2 separate regions of the Gossypium hirsutum genome follow, and region 2 is linked to region 1. Evidence: chromatin contacts called from public Hi-C data. All regions are on one chromosome and are shown on one strand. The core of a region is the stretch at or near the end of the contact, and the rest is flanking DNA. Distances in the headings are between cores, read along the strand shown.

Region 1 (7,598 bases), core at 1,314-3,813:
TGACCTTCTCTTTCATATCACCGATGGACACATTCCTATCGGATCTCATTCTGATTTTTTGACGAGTTTCAAAAATACAACCAACGGTTTTTTCTAAAATAACACAATCAAAATGAATTGCTACAAAAAATTGATTCTTCATTTTTTTTTGAAATTGCAAAAATAGAACAAAAAAACTTAATAAAATAACAACAAAAGTAAATATACAAAATTATAATAAAATAACTAACTATTTAAAAAGAAAAAAATTTTGACTATTCTTTAAACCATAGCAAACAAAATAAATTGTAATATAAAAAATTAAAATGTCAAAACAATTAGTACTAACATTCTAAAATACCAGTGAAGAAATTTAATTGCAATTTTCGAACGAGGGAGGGGAGGAGCTTCAAATTTTTTTTTCACTTCAACTCAAGAACTGATGTGTGGGGGTTGGGGGACCAAACCAACCTCCTTTTATAATAAAAAATAATAATAAAATAATAAAATATTTTTTTTTTAAATTGAAAAGAAAAAAACACTGGTATTTTAATTTTTGGGTAATGAAACTCGGACCAATGACTGACGGGTCACTTCTGTGGCAACCCGGTGCTGCAGGCGAGTGTGACCCGTCCGACAACCTGGCAGCATCGGGTTGCCGCGAATGTTACTCGTCAGTTATGGTTTGAGTTTCAATACCCGATAAATTTTATTATATCAGTGTATTTTTTCAACTTAAAAAATATTTCATTAAAAATAATAGAGTGTTGCTTGACACATCAACGACAACAATAAAAAAATATTTTTTCTTTTTATGTGTATACTGTTATAAAGAATCTTATTTTGGATTTTATATACGAGTGTCGTTGGTTGGCCAGGCTGCACCCAAAAATTTTAATTTTTTTTAACAAGAAAGCGGTGCCGTCGATTGGTCAGGCGAAATCAATTATTTACTATTGTATTTGCCTATTTTTCGTGAATATTAATCCCCTTATCCTATTTTGATATTTAATTTATATTATTGATGTAAAAATCGCATTTATATGTATTAATTCAGAAAAAAAATAATTTTATAGATTTGAGAATAAATATAAAACATTTTAAAATTTTTATAGGTTTGAGAATAGTTTTAAAAAATATCAAGATTTTTTTAATAGGTCAGATATATATTTTAAAAATTAATTTGATAATAAATATAAAAATAATTTGTAAATTTATCATACAAACTAGTTTTAAAATTAGACTTTTAAATAACCAAGCCACCAAGTGTTGAGCAACAAAACTTGACATTTGTGGAGCACTCACGCTTTAATTTTCAAATGCAATATATATATATATATTTGAAATATGAATGTAATACTTTTTGAACTTTATTTTTTTATACATTTAATTAATTAAATTCTGAGAAAAAAATAATTTATTAAATATATTAAGAAATTCATATTTTTGTTATTTACAGGTTAATTATTAGTAATTTTTTTAGGATATAATATTACTTTTATTTTTTTAATAAAATTGTTACTTATAATTTGAAATTAGTTCAAATATATTCTGAAGGTCACTAAATTATTATTAAATTTATGTTTTAGTCACTCAACTTTAAAAAATTTTAAAATGATCACTATACTGTTTAAAAGTTTTTATTTAAGTTGTTAAGGCTTTTTCTTTAAAAAAAAAAGTTTGACTAGCAAGTTTCAAGTGATGATTTGACAATCGGTACGGTTGAGTAGTGCAAATCGATGAGTAAAAGAACATGTCTTAAGTCCAAGTCGATTTGTGTCAGAAATAAGAGGAAAGCTATTTAGACTTTGGTTTGCAGATTTACAATGTTCAAAGTTGTTTTGTGAAAAAAATGAATTGAAGTAAAAAAGGGAAATGAGAACTTTCGGCTGGTATAATCGATACGAATAGAGAATGTTATACAATAACAATTTTTAATTACACAGAAACTTTTAAATAATTTAGTAATAACTAAAACATAAATTTTAACAACTTTAAAATATTTTTTTATTTTTGAAAACGAGTTTGAGAGTAAAATAAAAATTCCGGCAGACCAAACTCATAAATCGAGTAACAATCTCATTCCCAAATCTTTAGTTAAATTCAATCTCATTGTTTAATTATTCAACAAATTAAGTGAAAAAGGGAATATGCATAGATACACTAAATCAAAGTTTATTAATTTAATTAAGATTTTTCCTCTTTAGAGATAAATTTGGAGAAAATGACTACTTTTAAACCCATGTAGGAGATATTTTAAGGTTCGCTTTGCGGTGAGAGCACTTTCTCTTCCTGTTTCAGTATCCCACAAAAAAGATTTGGATTTCATAGATACATGTTCATGGCTAATGCAGACAATGCAATGAGGAGACTTGATTTCGTTGCACAATCTGGGAATACATAGAAGAAGCAACAACAAATGGATGAACAATCACAGAATAAACAAGAAGATGATGTAGTTAATAGACATAATGCCAAGCCATGGGAAATTCAGAATCATTGTCACAAGCTAGAAAGATAATGGGTATGAGGAATTCGTTTCATACGGGCTATCCAGATCTTGGTATTGGTGAAATGGGCTTAGCCTATCGAAGCTCTAAGAGGGCTTTATGGTGATCCCGAGGTCCTTCAAGTGCCGTTCAAATTTTGGAGGGGTACGATGAAATAAGCCAGAAAAATTAGATTAGTAAAAATTTAAGTCCGTATAAAATATTAATCGGATTTAGGTTTGAATATTTAAGGTTTGAGTTTAGTCGAATTTAATTCATTTTTTAAATTTTATAATTTTTTATATTATATTATTTTTATAAGAAAGGGATCCATTTAAATCAGTTTAAAACTTATGCGGTTTTACACAATTCCGTAATTTATCCAACCATTGAAATTGTCAATATGTTTGTATTGGTCATGCATCTAAAATTTTATATCGGTATAAAAAGTTACAAAAGAGTGTAAAACCATTTAAGTTTTATATCGGTATAAGTGGATTCCTCACCAATTTTATAAATTATTAATTTATAACATATGAAAATTAAATATATAGTAATACATAAGCAACTGTAATGTATATCTTAGAAAATGTTAAGATGGCTATATAAAATTTTAATTAAAAAAATTATTAAAATTTACATTAAAAAAAATAATATAAGTAGACCTAAAATGAGTTTGGATTAACTATTTGTAAATACTAATGGATTTAAGTAAAATTTAAAATTTTAAACTCATATTCCAAATCGGATAAGATTTGGCAGAAATGAAAGAGGAGAATGATGATTTGAAGCGAAAAGGAAGACTACATAGCTAACAAAGTCATTAGTGGAGAATGAAGATAAATAGGGTACTGGAGGAGGATGGCATGGGTGTTGATAGGTTGAATGAAGTCTGACTTAAAATTATTGTTGATAATGTGAATGCTCAGAAAATCTAATTGTTTGAGGTGATTATATAGTTAATGATCACTGATTATATAGTTTGAAAATATACACACACTTCCTGCTAATGATTTGAGGTCCAAAATTTTGGACCTAATCTTTTTAATTTTATAAGGTCCTTTTATTTTTATTTTTACAAAACTATTTGGATGCCTTCCATTTGTCTCTCACTCTCTCTTCTTTGGCTTTTTTTTTTTAAAAAAAATTTAATTTTTGAAATAATATGAATTGTGCATAAGAACTTTAAATCGATACAATAATTGACAATTTGGGATTGGCACCACTATATTGATTTTGTAAAAAATAGATAGGAGACTTCAAAATTCTAAATCCATAGTTAACATATCGATTTGGGGTTTTTATGGACAATCAATAAATTGACAGTCGTTTAGTAAGAGTTAATCATTTAGTGGTTCTACAATTAATTTAAGATTAAAGAAGAAATGGTGGTTGAGGCATCCTCAATCATTATAAATAATTTACCAGTGAGCAATAAGACATCCATAGTCCGTTATCAATTTTGGAACTAAGATCGACGTCCTACCCAAGATTGGAACATTCATCAATTCAATTTATTTTATTTTATTTCAAAAAATCAATTTCTATTTATTATTTTACTGTGTTCTTATTTCTATTTAATTTCATTATACTTTAATCCCCTTCCTTAATTTTATGCAAAATTGCAAGTTTGTTGGGCGTAGAACTGGTCACAAAGTGCACTAGTTGTGAGAAATTCAAACACTATCAAAACATTTATTGTGAGATTGTTATATTTTATTTTTAGGTGTAAGATTTGTTTTTGGTGGATTCAATACCCATCATTAATAATAAAATTAATATCTACAACTAAACCTATGCATTGTTGAGTAAGAAAACTAGTATAATATAAAAGAAGGAATGTGAACAAATATGGAAACAATAAATTTTGGGTTAGTTTTTAAAATTTCAAAATAATTCTTTTTTTAGTTATATTTAAAATGGTTCCACTCTTAGATTTAAGTTTTAATAATAAAATATAATATAATAAAGTAAATATTATTTTAATTTACATTTGGTTTTTTAAGCAAGTAAATATGTTATTTTACCTCTAATATTGTAATCTCTAGTAGAAAAATAATTTGTTGTACAATCTCATTATAGGTTTTGTTCGTAAATATTATTTTTGAGATAATGCTTAAAATTACTCATAATCCCTCCCTAACCCATAAATAGGAGGATAATGCATTTCAGCGTATTTAAACCCATGTCCTTCTAGATTGAAAACAATACTCATGCTAATAAAGTTAAGACTCAACCAACTTATTGTACAATTATTTTATTTTAACTAATTTACAAAATAAAAAATAAAAAAAATACTATACAACTTCACTAAAATTGATAGAATATCATTATATTAATAATCTGAGTTTGATATTGAATTTTTATAAATATTTAAATATTTCTTTTCTTCAAGCAAACAGATTGTTTTTAACATTATCAATTTAAATGTAAATATATAAGGATGAAAAAGAATTTATTCAAAGTAATTATATTGAAGCAATTTACAGTTATAGCCATTTTTAATAAATACAACTAACTCACACATCATATATTAGAGTTAGAATAGAAAAAAGTTCATACTAATTAGAGGGAAAATCCATAACACCTAACTCTTTCCAACTTTAAAAAAGGTTTTTTTTTTTAAAATTTATAATATTTATTTTAGACTTCACAAAAAAAAACACAAGTTGTTAACGTGTTCATATAATATTAAAAGAATTAACTAAAAAATCACAAATGTTACTCTTTAATCATACTGGTGGAATTGAAATTTTTCATTCACATATTTTTAATAAATTCTTTTAAAAAATTGATAAGAAAATCAATGGATACATGGGTTGGTCTCTACTATGATGGATTAGAAGACTTCACTTGGTTGCCACTTGTTGATGGCTCATTGGCCAAGAAGAAATGGATGTCTTCGTCTTTAGTAAAAAGAATGGTTGATAAATAAATAATTTAGATTAATTGATAAAAGTATCTGTATGTATAACATAATGATTTTTTATAATAGTTTATTGCCTAATTAAGTTTCCTGTTTATTTCCAATGCGATGTGTTTAGTTTTTTTTTTTTATCTTATACTATAGTATCGTTACAATATTTAATTTTACCGTCACTATTATTTTTATACCAATCGCAGATAAACACACCAATCATCCAAAAAAGTCCTAATATATATATTAATAAATTTTTAAAAATAAAAAGACAAGCATAACATAAACTATTTGATAAACTGAAGAATTAAGTGTTCAAAATTAAATAATAATTTTTTAGTACTAAATTTTATTATAAGTAATAAATTTATATTAGAAAATTGATTGGTAAATTAATAAAAATGATGTATGGAATATTTTGTTTGATAAAAAGTAAATATTTATTTTTAAAAATGATTTAATACTTAATTATGATATTAATAATATAATATTTAAAAATTGTTGGATAGAAGTTAAATATCTCATTATTTTAATCTATTTCAGCTATTTACTTAATATGATTATTAAACAAAGTGGGTAAAATAATATGTTTTAGATGAAAAGGTGAAGATGATGATATGTGAAGGAGAAGCAAAATAAGAAGAAGGCATTCACGTCACGATAACGAATGCTGAAGTAGGCTTAAATGATGAAGTGAAAACTGATTAAATTTCATGGATTGCAAAGGGAAAAAGGTTAGGCTTCAAACATGAACTAGCTAATTGCCTGATAAATCCAAGCACAGTGCTTGGAGGATTTCCCACTGCCCCCATATCTAAATGGTTTAATTGCTTTGGTTGTGAGATCAGATAAAGCACTGGCATAATGCAACTGAGATTTAGTGGCCAACCCAAAGCTTATCTCTTTTGCTTCAAAAATCAATCTTACTCTCATTCTGCATGTAACATCATATCATCATCTCATCACGCTCTCTGCTCATTCCTTTCACACACATATAGTATAGGAATCATTCTCATGTCTTCTTTGAAAGATATCCATATTAATGTCTCTTTTTATCATAACTGACATGTTTGTTTCACCTAACTTGATTATCTTTTGTTATGCCAAGTTTTTTCTGGAACAAAAGAAGAGCTTAATGGTTAAATCATGCAAGATTTGGTTAATTTGCATCTTACTTGAAAGTTATTGGTTGATTATCCATACAAGAGTTATTATGAAGTATGAATAGTGAATGTCATCAATCTATTTTCATCATATGTTTTATTCCAGTTATTTTAATCACTCAACATCCTCGTCTCCATTATTGTGCAAAATATCGTAAACAGGAAAACAAAATTGCAAATTTTATACCTTCACCCACCTGCATATTCTAACTTTTTGCCTTGTTGCTTTGGAATGTACCAAAATTATTTATCTAATATTGTATTAAAATAATAATAACCTGCCATCATGTAATAAAAAGAAAATTAAAGGGTTCAATTTGGTGTTTTTTTTGTCACTGAGAGCTCAATTAAGTGTATTTTTTCATGGTTACTCTTTTTTTTTGTCACCGAGAACTCAATTATGTGCACTTTGTCATGTAACAAAAAAAAGTTGAAGGGTTAATTAACAGTTTTTGTTGACTGAAGGGTCGATTGCTTCATTAGAGGCATCGTGTAATAAAAAATCAATTAGGTGCATATTTTTCATAAATGCTCAATTAATTTTTTTATTTTTTAATGAGGGCCTTTTTGACCTTTTAGCCTAAAAAAAAATTAGAAATGGGTGTCTATTAAGGGCATTCAAATCCAATATCTCCCACTCGTACATAACTAGCACAATACTCTCGTGCTTAAGCATTAGGAGATCATTATTACCTCTCTATTTTCTCTTTAAGTTTCATACTAGAAGTAAGCCATGATACCAACACACTTTATCCTTGAGAGTTGGCTATTATATGATTGTGCCCCGGCCATTGACACGCAATCACCGAGGATGAGAAATCAACACTAACACAATCAAATAATAAAGCAGTCAGTTGTATTCTAATGTTTAATGAAACACCGGAGTACTTCAAGGATTGAACCCACAGAAGTCGACGATTAAGTGATAGCTAACTACTCACTAAGCAATTATAATAAGACAAGCCATACAAAAGGTTAATTACACTAATTAATTATCTAGAAATGAACAAAGACTAAATTGTAAATCAAGCAAAGTATGAAACTAACAGA
Region 2 (7,598 bases), core at 1,539-4,038, 110 kb before region 1:
GTGCATAAATGTTACCAAATCCCTCAACTCGCAGCCATTCATCCGTTGCTAAAGCACGCCTATTACCCTTTTACAACAGAATTCATGGTGGCTCAGAGAGTATAGTTAGACGAGTTGTGCAAACTAATTGGTATGAGTGACCAAATATATATTACCTGACCAATTTGCTTCATGAACTCCTTTATGAGAGGACGAGGTCCAATGCCAGTTGACCAGAGAGCCATTCCATATGGCGTTGAAGTTTTTTCGCCATTACCTCTAACTTTTGTAGATATTTCATTTTCATTTATGCCGGTGACCATTGACCCCAATTTCACATCAATGCCATCTCTTCCAAATTTCTGTTCCGCGAAATTTGTGATTCTTTTGTCAAACCTGAAAAGAAAAACGCCTTAAAAGCTTCATATAACTTCAGATTGTGAAATAAATATCTTAACATAAACACTAAAGCTTCTCAGTTCTCAGTGATAGCAGGTATCAGGATAATGATGATGATGGAAAACATAGGACTACTTATCTTTAAAGGGAATTTGGACATTCACATTCTTACATGTTCAAAATATGATCTGTAGCCTCAAGAAGTGTTATTTTCACCAAGTCTTGGACATTTGGATATAGCTTGACCACATCCTCATTGACAAAGTCATGAAGTTCTGCTGCAAATTCCACACCAGTTGGGCCACCGCCAACAACAACAAAGTGAAGGATTTTTTTTCTCTCCTCATCACTTAAATTTGGTAAGCTTGCCTTCTCAAAGGAATCAATAACATTCTTACGAATCTTCTGAGCATCATCAATTTCCTGCCCAAAGAATCTTGCTGCTTAGAATGAAAGAAAACAAAACAAAACAAACATAATGGTATTAAGAGAAGCGAAAATGGTTTCTATCACATGTTTCCCCAATACTAAATAAAGCACGGAAACAGAGCTTACCTTTAGGAAATGGCAATTTTCCATGACACCAGGGGTATTAAAGGTGTTAACCTGAGCTCCCACAGCTATAATAAGGTAGTCATAGTCTACCGCAAACACTTCTTCCCCCTTTGAATGGCTGTCTATAGTAGCGCGACAGTAAATTTTCTTATTATTGGGATCTATTTTTACGCATTCAGCTTCAGAGTAACTGATGTTCACATTTTTCTGCTCAAGCATGAAACAGGAAACCATCATCAGAATTCATTTAGAATTGGTTTTTTCTGATTTCCACAATATACAAGATCTTATTTTCATTGACAAATCCACATTACCTTTCTGATGATGTTGCGAATTGGCTCAACAATGCTGCGGGCTTCTACTTTGCCACATGTAACACTTGGTAGCAATGGGGTGAACACAAAGAAATTACGAGGAGAAACAACCTGCACCTCAAAATTAGTGTTATTCAGGCTCTTCAGGAAACTCATTCCTCCCCAACCAGTTCCAAGCAGCACCACCTTCTTTTTCTTGGGAACTTGTTCAGATGAAGCAATTCGACGGTCATCATTAGATGCCACCGCATCAGCATGAGCAATATGGCCCTTACTGCCATTGAATGCGTTTGCTTCAGCATAAGCTATAAGGCTCCCACCACTGCACCAAAAAAATGCAATAGACTTAGAGCTGAAGGAGAATGCTTAATGGAAAGTTTCAAACATACAGTTCGTTTTTAACTAATCTTGAGAAATTAATAAATTACGCACTCAAGCTCCTAAACTTTGCAGATACATTCAAACAGGACAAATTTTTAGATCTTTTCCCATTTCCTTTACAATTTTAAAGAAGCAAATAAAGCTTCAATTTTCCTAGCGTGCATAATTCACTGACACCGGCCTTTAGGCAGAGATGACAGTTCTCTTCCTCCCTATAATTCAAAACATATTTGCTCTGTTCTTCAGACTTCTGACAGAGCATTTCAATATTCCAAATTTCAGCTCAAAATCTCAAAAAAAAAAAACATCATTCATCAGATGGGCCTAAAAACAATCGCCTATCTAAATGCAGAGAGAATCTACAAACAAAAAACAGCATGAACCACAAATCAATATTAAGAAACTAAATCTATGATAATAAAAAAATAGAAACACAAAGAGGCACTCAGGTCATGCTTAACAACTTCATAGAACCAAAAAGCAAATAAAATATTTGTATATAAAGTTATAAACACAAGAAAAATGCTTAAAAAATGGGGGAAAAAAAGAAAGAAAGAAGGAATGAAAAAAGCACCTGATAGTAGAGACGACGATGACCTTAGAAAGAGAAGGATAATCATTAAAAGCCCTGGATAGTCTCCCGAAGAAGTTGAAGTTCCTCATCTTGGTGCTCTGTAGATCTGTTCTTTTACTTGTTTAGCCTATATGAACCAAGAAAACTGGAGGAAAATCACAGAGAAAGCGGTTACGTATTAAAAATACAAAAAGGCAGAAGAAGAAAAAAAAAGAAAAAGAGTAGATGAGAAACGCGAGGTTCGTGGCGTTGTCACACGATGGTTCCAGGTCTTTACTACCTCGCTTTCTTTTTCAATGACTTGGAGAGCAAGGCAGAGGCGGCAATGTGCTACTATATTTATGGAATCATTATTATATAATTTTTGGTCAAAATATTTTAATGAATTAAATATTAAATAGTATCTGGATCCTTAATTGCGCCGCCGTCACTACATTATGACCGCTACGTCTCTGTGAAAAACCTGTGTCCGTTGGATCCATCAATCCTCGGAATTTATTTTTTCTTATTCTCTTTCTTTAATTTAAGAGATTTTTCAATGATTCATGTTTTTTTCTTGGATAGACCGTTGAACCTAATTAGGGTTTTGAACCCCACCCCCCCCCCAAAAAAAAATTACAAATCATATGTAATATATTGATTTCCTTTTAACAATCAATTCTTTTTATAAAACAATAAAGGGTATTTTTGTCATTTAAAATAATGTAAAATTTTAAAAAATATGAATTTGAATTTAAAATACAGTAATTTTCTTTGTCTTTATTATTTCATTAAAAGCTTCATTTTATTTTAGAATTAATTATTTATATATAAAATTTTATTCACTCAAATCATAATCTTGTTATTCTAAAAGTTTTATTTTATTAAAAATTCAAAATTTAAAATTTAAAATTTAAAATTTAAAATTCTAATTAATTAAATTTTTTATATTGGCTGTCTAAAAAAACTCTTATATTGACATTTTAAAAATTCATGATAATGACATATACTAAAAAAACAAATTAATTAGAATTTTAAATTTTTAATAAAAATTAAAATTTAATCTTTGAACCATAAATAAAACGTGTTAAATATCAAGAAATAAAAAATATTTTAATAATCACTGAAATCAAAATAAAATAAAATCATGAAGCCTTCCTAAAATTAAAGGCGGGAAAAAAAAAGAAAGAAAGAAAGGCAGGCGTAATATTGGAAGAGAAAAGTACATATACAGAATGAGCATATAAAGGACAGGCTGTTAATTGCAGAATGTTAGGTGGTCAAATAGAAGGTGGTAATAAAGTCGGCAATTAGCATGCTTTACGTCATTGTTTTGTACACACACCACAAACATTGCTGACAACCTCCATGTTTTCCTTTGCCGCAAAGCATATTTTTCATGTTCTCTTTTGGTAATCAATAAGCGGTCCATAATTTATGGAATCCAATTTATTTTTTTTAAAAGTAAATAATATAAATAATGTATGGTGGCCACTCTTAAAATATCAACATTAACATACTAAAATCAATATAAGTATCAAATGTTTTAAATATGGATTTTAACCTGTCAATGGATTCATATTCATGTTCAAATTCTAATTTATATTATTTTTAATTCATTTTTATATTGTGAGCCAATTAAATTATAAAAATTAAAACAACTTATTTTAGTTATATATGTTGGGAAGAAACCGAACAACCGAAACAAAGCGAAAGCACAACCGGTGTTCTTTCTCTCCTTATAACTCCTGTAAAAATTATGGCAAGCACAATAGCACAAGATATGTTCTCTAGCAACCTTAATCAACCACAAATCAACTAATGCAACCACAACAAAAAAAATAGAGACACCGATATTTTTACGTGGAAAACCCCTCTAAATTAAGGGTAAAAACCACGGGACTTTAGAGTCCGATAAAGAGCTCAACTATCATCAAATGTTCAACTACAAGATCACAATATCAAGCCTACAACAAGCATTCAACACCGACAAGGCTAACAACATGTAATCTTTAGCAAAAGAGAGAAAAATGAGAGAACATCACCAAAAACGTAGCTGCTGAAAAATGGGTATTTCCGACGCTACAAGACTCGGATGAAAAATCCGACCGTACAAAGTCAAGAACACCTTATCACCTAGCTGCTGTCCAAAAATCAGCTCAATCGAACCACGGATGGACCTTCGATCGAAGAGTTGATCACTGCTGCACCAAGCTTGAAAATCTGATTTTTTTCTATTCTCTCTCTCTATTTTTTCTTTAGCTCTCTGCAGAAAAATTTCTGTCCACTCCCGTTAATAAGCCAAAAAATTGGCTTTTGACAAAACCAAAAGAAAAAGGAAGGCAAAACATTTGTGCCAGAAAATATGGGTTTCCCACATAGTGGGACCCATACCCAACAAATCTCCCCCTCCAACTATGTGGGGAATGCCTCCATGCCGGAGGTCAAACAACATGCTTCAAACTTTCCTCTTGGTAAGGCCTTCGTCAACATATCAGCACCATTATCATTAGTGTGTATCTTCTCAAGCTCTAACAGCTTAGCTTCAAGAACATCTCGTATCCAATGGTACCTCACATCAATATGCTTAGATCTAGCATGAAAAGTTGAGTTCTTACCAAGATGAATAGCACTCTGGCTATCACAGTACAGGACATACTTCTCCTGAGTAAAACCAAGCTCATGCACAAACTTCTTCATCCAAAGCATCTCCTTACACGCTTCGGTTGCTGCAATGAACTCTGATTCGGTGGTGGACAATGCAACACACTTTTGCAGTCTCGATTGCCATGCCACAGCTCCCCCTGCATAAGTGATTAAGTAACCTGAAGTAGATCTCCTCGAGTCAATGTCTCCGGCCATGTCTGAATCTGTATACCCAACAAGAACAGGTTTCTCATTGCCGAAACAAAGTTTCATGTTGGAAGTGCCACGAAGATATCTCATAATCCACTTCACTGCATTCCAATGCTCTCTGCCTGGATTAGAAAGAAACCGACTAACTGTACCAACGGCATAAGCCAAGTCTGGTCTCGTGCAAACCATTGCGTACATCAAACTACCCACGGCTGAAGAGTAAGGAATTTTCTGCATCTCTTCCTTCTCCTTTTCTGTGGAAGGACTATGCTTAACACTCAATCTAAAGTGCATAGCAAAGGGAGTATTCACCGCTTTAGCTTTGTCCATACTAAACCTTTGAAGTACTTTCTCAATGTACCTCTCTTGTGATAACCATAATTTCTTGGCCTTTCTATCACGTGTCAGTCTTATGCCAAGAATTTGCTTTGCTGGCCCCAAATCCTTCATTGCAAAGGATTTACTCAACTCTTGTTTCAACTTCTCAATTCTAGAAGCATTCTGACCAACAATAAGCATATCATCAACATAGAGCAAAAGAATAATAAAATCATCACCAGAGAATCTTTTAACAAACACACAATGATCAGAAGTAGTCTTCTTGTAGCCTTGCTCCCCCATAACAGACTCAAACTTCTTGTACCATTGCCTTGGAGCTTGCTTCAAACCATACAAGCTCTTCTTCAATCTGCACACATAGTCCTCTTTCCCTTGTGCAACAAAACCCTCTGGCTGCTCCATGTAAAGCTCTTCTTCCAAGTCACCATGAAGAAAAGCAGTTTTCACATCCATTTGTTCAACCTCTAGGTCATAACAAGCTGCCAAACTCAGTATAGTTCTGATAGAGGACATCTTCACAACCGGAGAAAATATTTCTTCAAAATCAACCCCCTTTTTCTGAGTATAACCCTTGACGACCAATCTAGCTTTGTATCGTGGAAATGAAGACTTCTCTTCTTGCTTCAACCTGTAAACCCACCGATTCTTCAAAGCTCTTTTGCCCTTAGGCAGTTTCACCAATTCAAAAGTATGGTTCTCATGCAAGGATTGAAGTTCGTCTTTCATCGCTTCAACCCACTGATCTTTGCATTCACTCTCCATAGCCTCTTCATAACATTCAAGTTCTCCCCCGTCAGTCAAAAGAACATATTCATCAGGAGAATACCTGACAGAAGATTGTCGATCTCTGGAAGACCTTCGAAGTGGAACTGCTGGTGGAGCTATAGGTGCTTGTTGTTGATCATTCACAACATCATCCATGGGAGTATCAAAGTCACCTATAGTCTGATGGTCACCACTAACATCACCATGCACAACATCCTGGATAGGATCTGGTGAAGAGTCTAGGGGAACCGGATTCACATCGATCAAGTCACCACTACCTTGTGAATCCACTTTCTCCGTCTTATCAATGTCATCAATGGTCTGATCCTCAATGAAGACAACATCTCTGCTTCTCACGAGTTTCTTCTGAACTGGATCATAGAGTCTATAACCAAACTCACCATCTAGACCATAACCAATAAAAATGCATTGTCGAGCCTTGGCATCCAACTTGGATCTTTCATCCTTTGGAACATGAACAAATGCTTTACAACCGAACACACGTAGGTGATCATATGACACGTCTTTACCAAACCAAACTCTATCTGGCACATCACCTTTCAAAGGAACACTAGGAGACAGATTTATCACATGTGTCACTGTATTCAAAGCTTCAGCCCAAAACGATCTTGGTAACTTTGCATCTGACAACAAACATCTGACTCTCTCAATCAATGTTCGATTCATTCTTTCAGCTAACCCATTTAACTGTGGAGTCTTTGGTGGTGTTCTCTGATGTCTGATTCCCTGTCGCAGACAATACTCATGAAACGACCCTGTGTACTCGCCACCATTATCAGTACGAATGCACTTCAACTTCTTCCCAGTTTCCCTTTCAACTGATGCTTGAAACTGTTTAAACACCTCAAAGACTTGATTTTTAGACTTCAAAGTGTAAACCCATAGCTTTCTTGAACAATCATCAATGAAAGTCACAAAGTAAAGTGCACCACCATGTGATCTTACTTTTATCGGACCACAAACATCTGAATGGACCAACTCTAGCAACTCTGATTTCCTATGAGGAGGATGGCTTCTAAATGAAACTCTTTTCTGCTTTCCTGCTAGACAATGAGTACAATTCTTCAGTGTAGCATTCTTTAAACCTGAAAGTTGATTCTTCTTCGCTAAACAGTTAAGCCCCTTCTCACTCATGTGACTGAGTCGTTTATGCCACAACTCAGTTGAGTTGTCATTCAGTGTCACATTCACCGTCTCTTGAGAAGTCAAAGCTTGCATCAAGTACAAATTTGAGCTCTTCTTTCCTCGAGCCACAACCAAGGAGCCTTTAGTCAGCTTCCACTGCCCTTCACTGAAGGTGTTACAAAATCCCTCATCATCAAGCTTTCCTGCAGAAATCAAATTCAAACGGACATCCGGTGCATGTCTGACATCCTTGAGAGTTAACTTTGTTCCATTGTTACTTACCAAGCTAACATCTCCCATACCAATAACCG

What was found. Hi-C and Micro-C count contacts between places; a contact is called where the count stands out from the background.
Region 2: a Hi-C map of leaf shows a contact between it and region 1, with 4 times the contacts expected there. The contact joins the promoter of LOC107945928 here to the enhancer-like site in region 1. A contact is called at or near these places in 12 of 34 Hi-C or Micro-C datasets (anther, callus, hypocotyl and 1 more).

The regions. Positions count from the first base shown.
Region 1 is chrA06:91,734,051-91,741,648 of Gossypium_hirsutum_v2.1, reverse strand. No RefSeq gene overlaps it. Among protein-coding and RNA genes, the nearest start is that of LOC107945895, 14 kb to the right of the region's middle. Within about 2 kb of position 2,563, at least 1 of the 9 cell types and tissues checked has an H3K27ac peak or open chromatin away from gene starts, as enhancers often do. A contact at or near this core is called in leaf, where this site is marked.
Region 2 is chrA06:91,846,746-91,854,343 of Gossypium_hirsutum_v2.1, reverse strand. LOC107945928 (external alternative NAD(P)H-ubiquinone oxidoreductase B2, mitochondrial) reads right to left here and starts at 2,788. Exons shown (of 11, transcript XM_041115686.1): 1 at 2,483-2,788; 2 at 2,203-2,347; 3 at 1,248-1,569; 4 at 934-1,140; 5 at 551-801; 6 at 156-375; 7 at 1-67. The coding sequence starts at 2,291.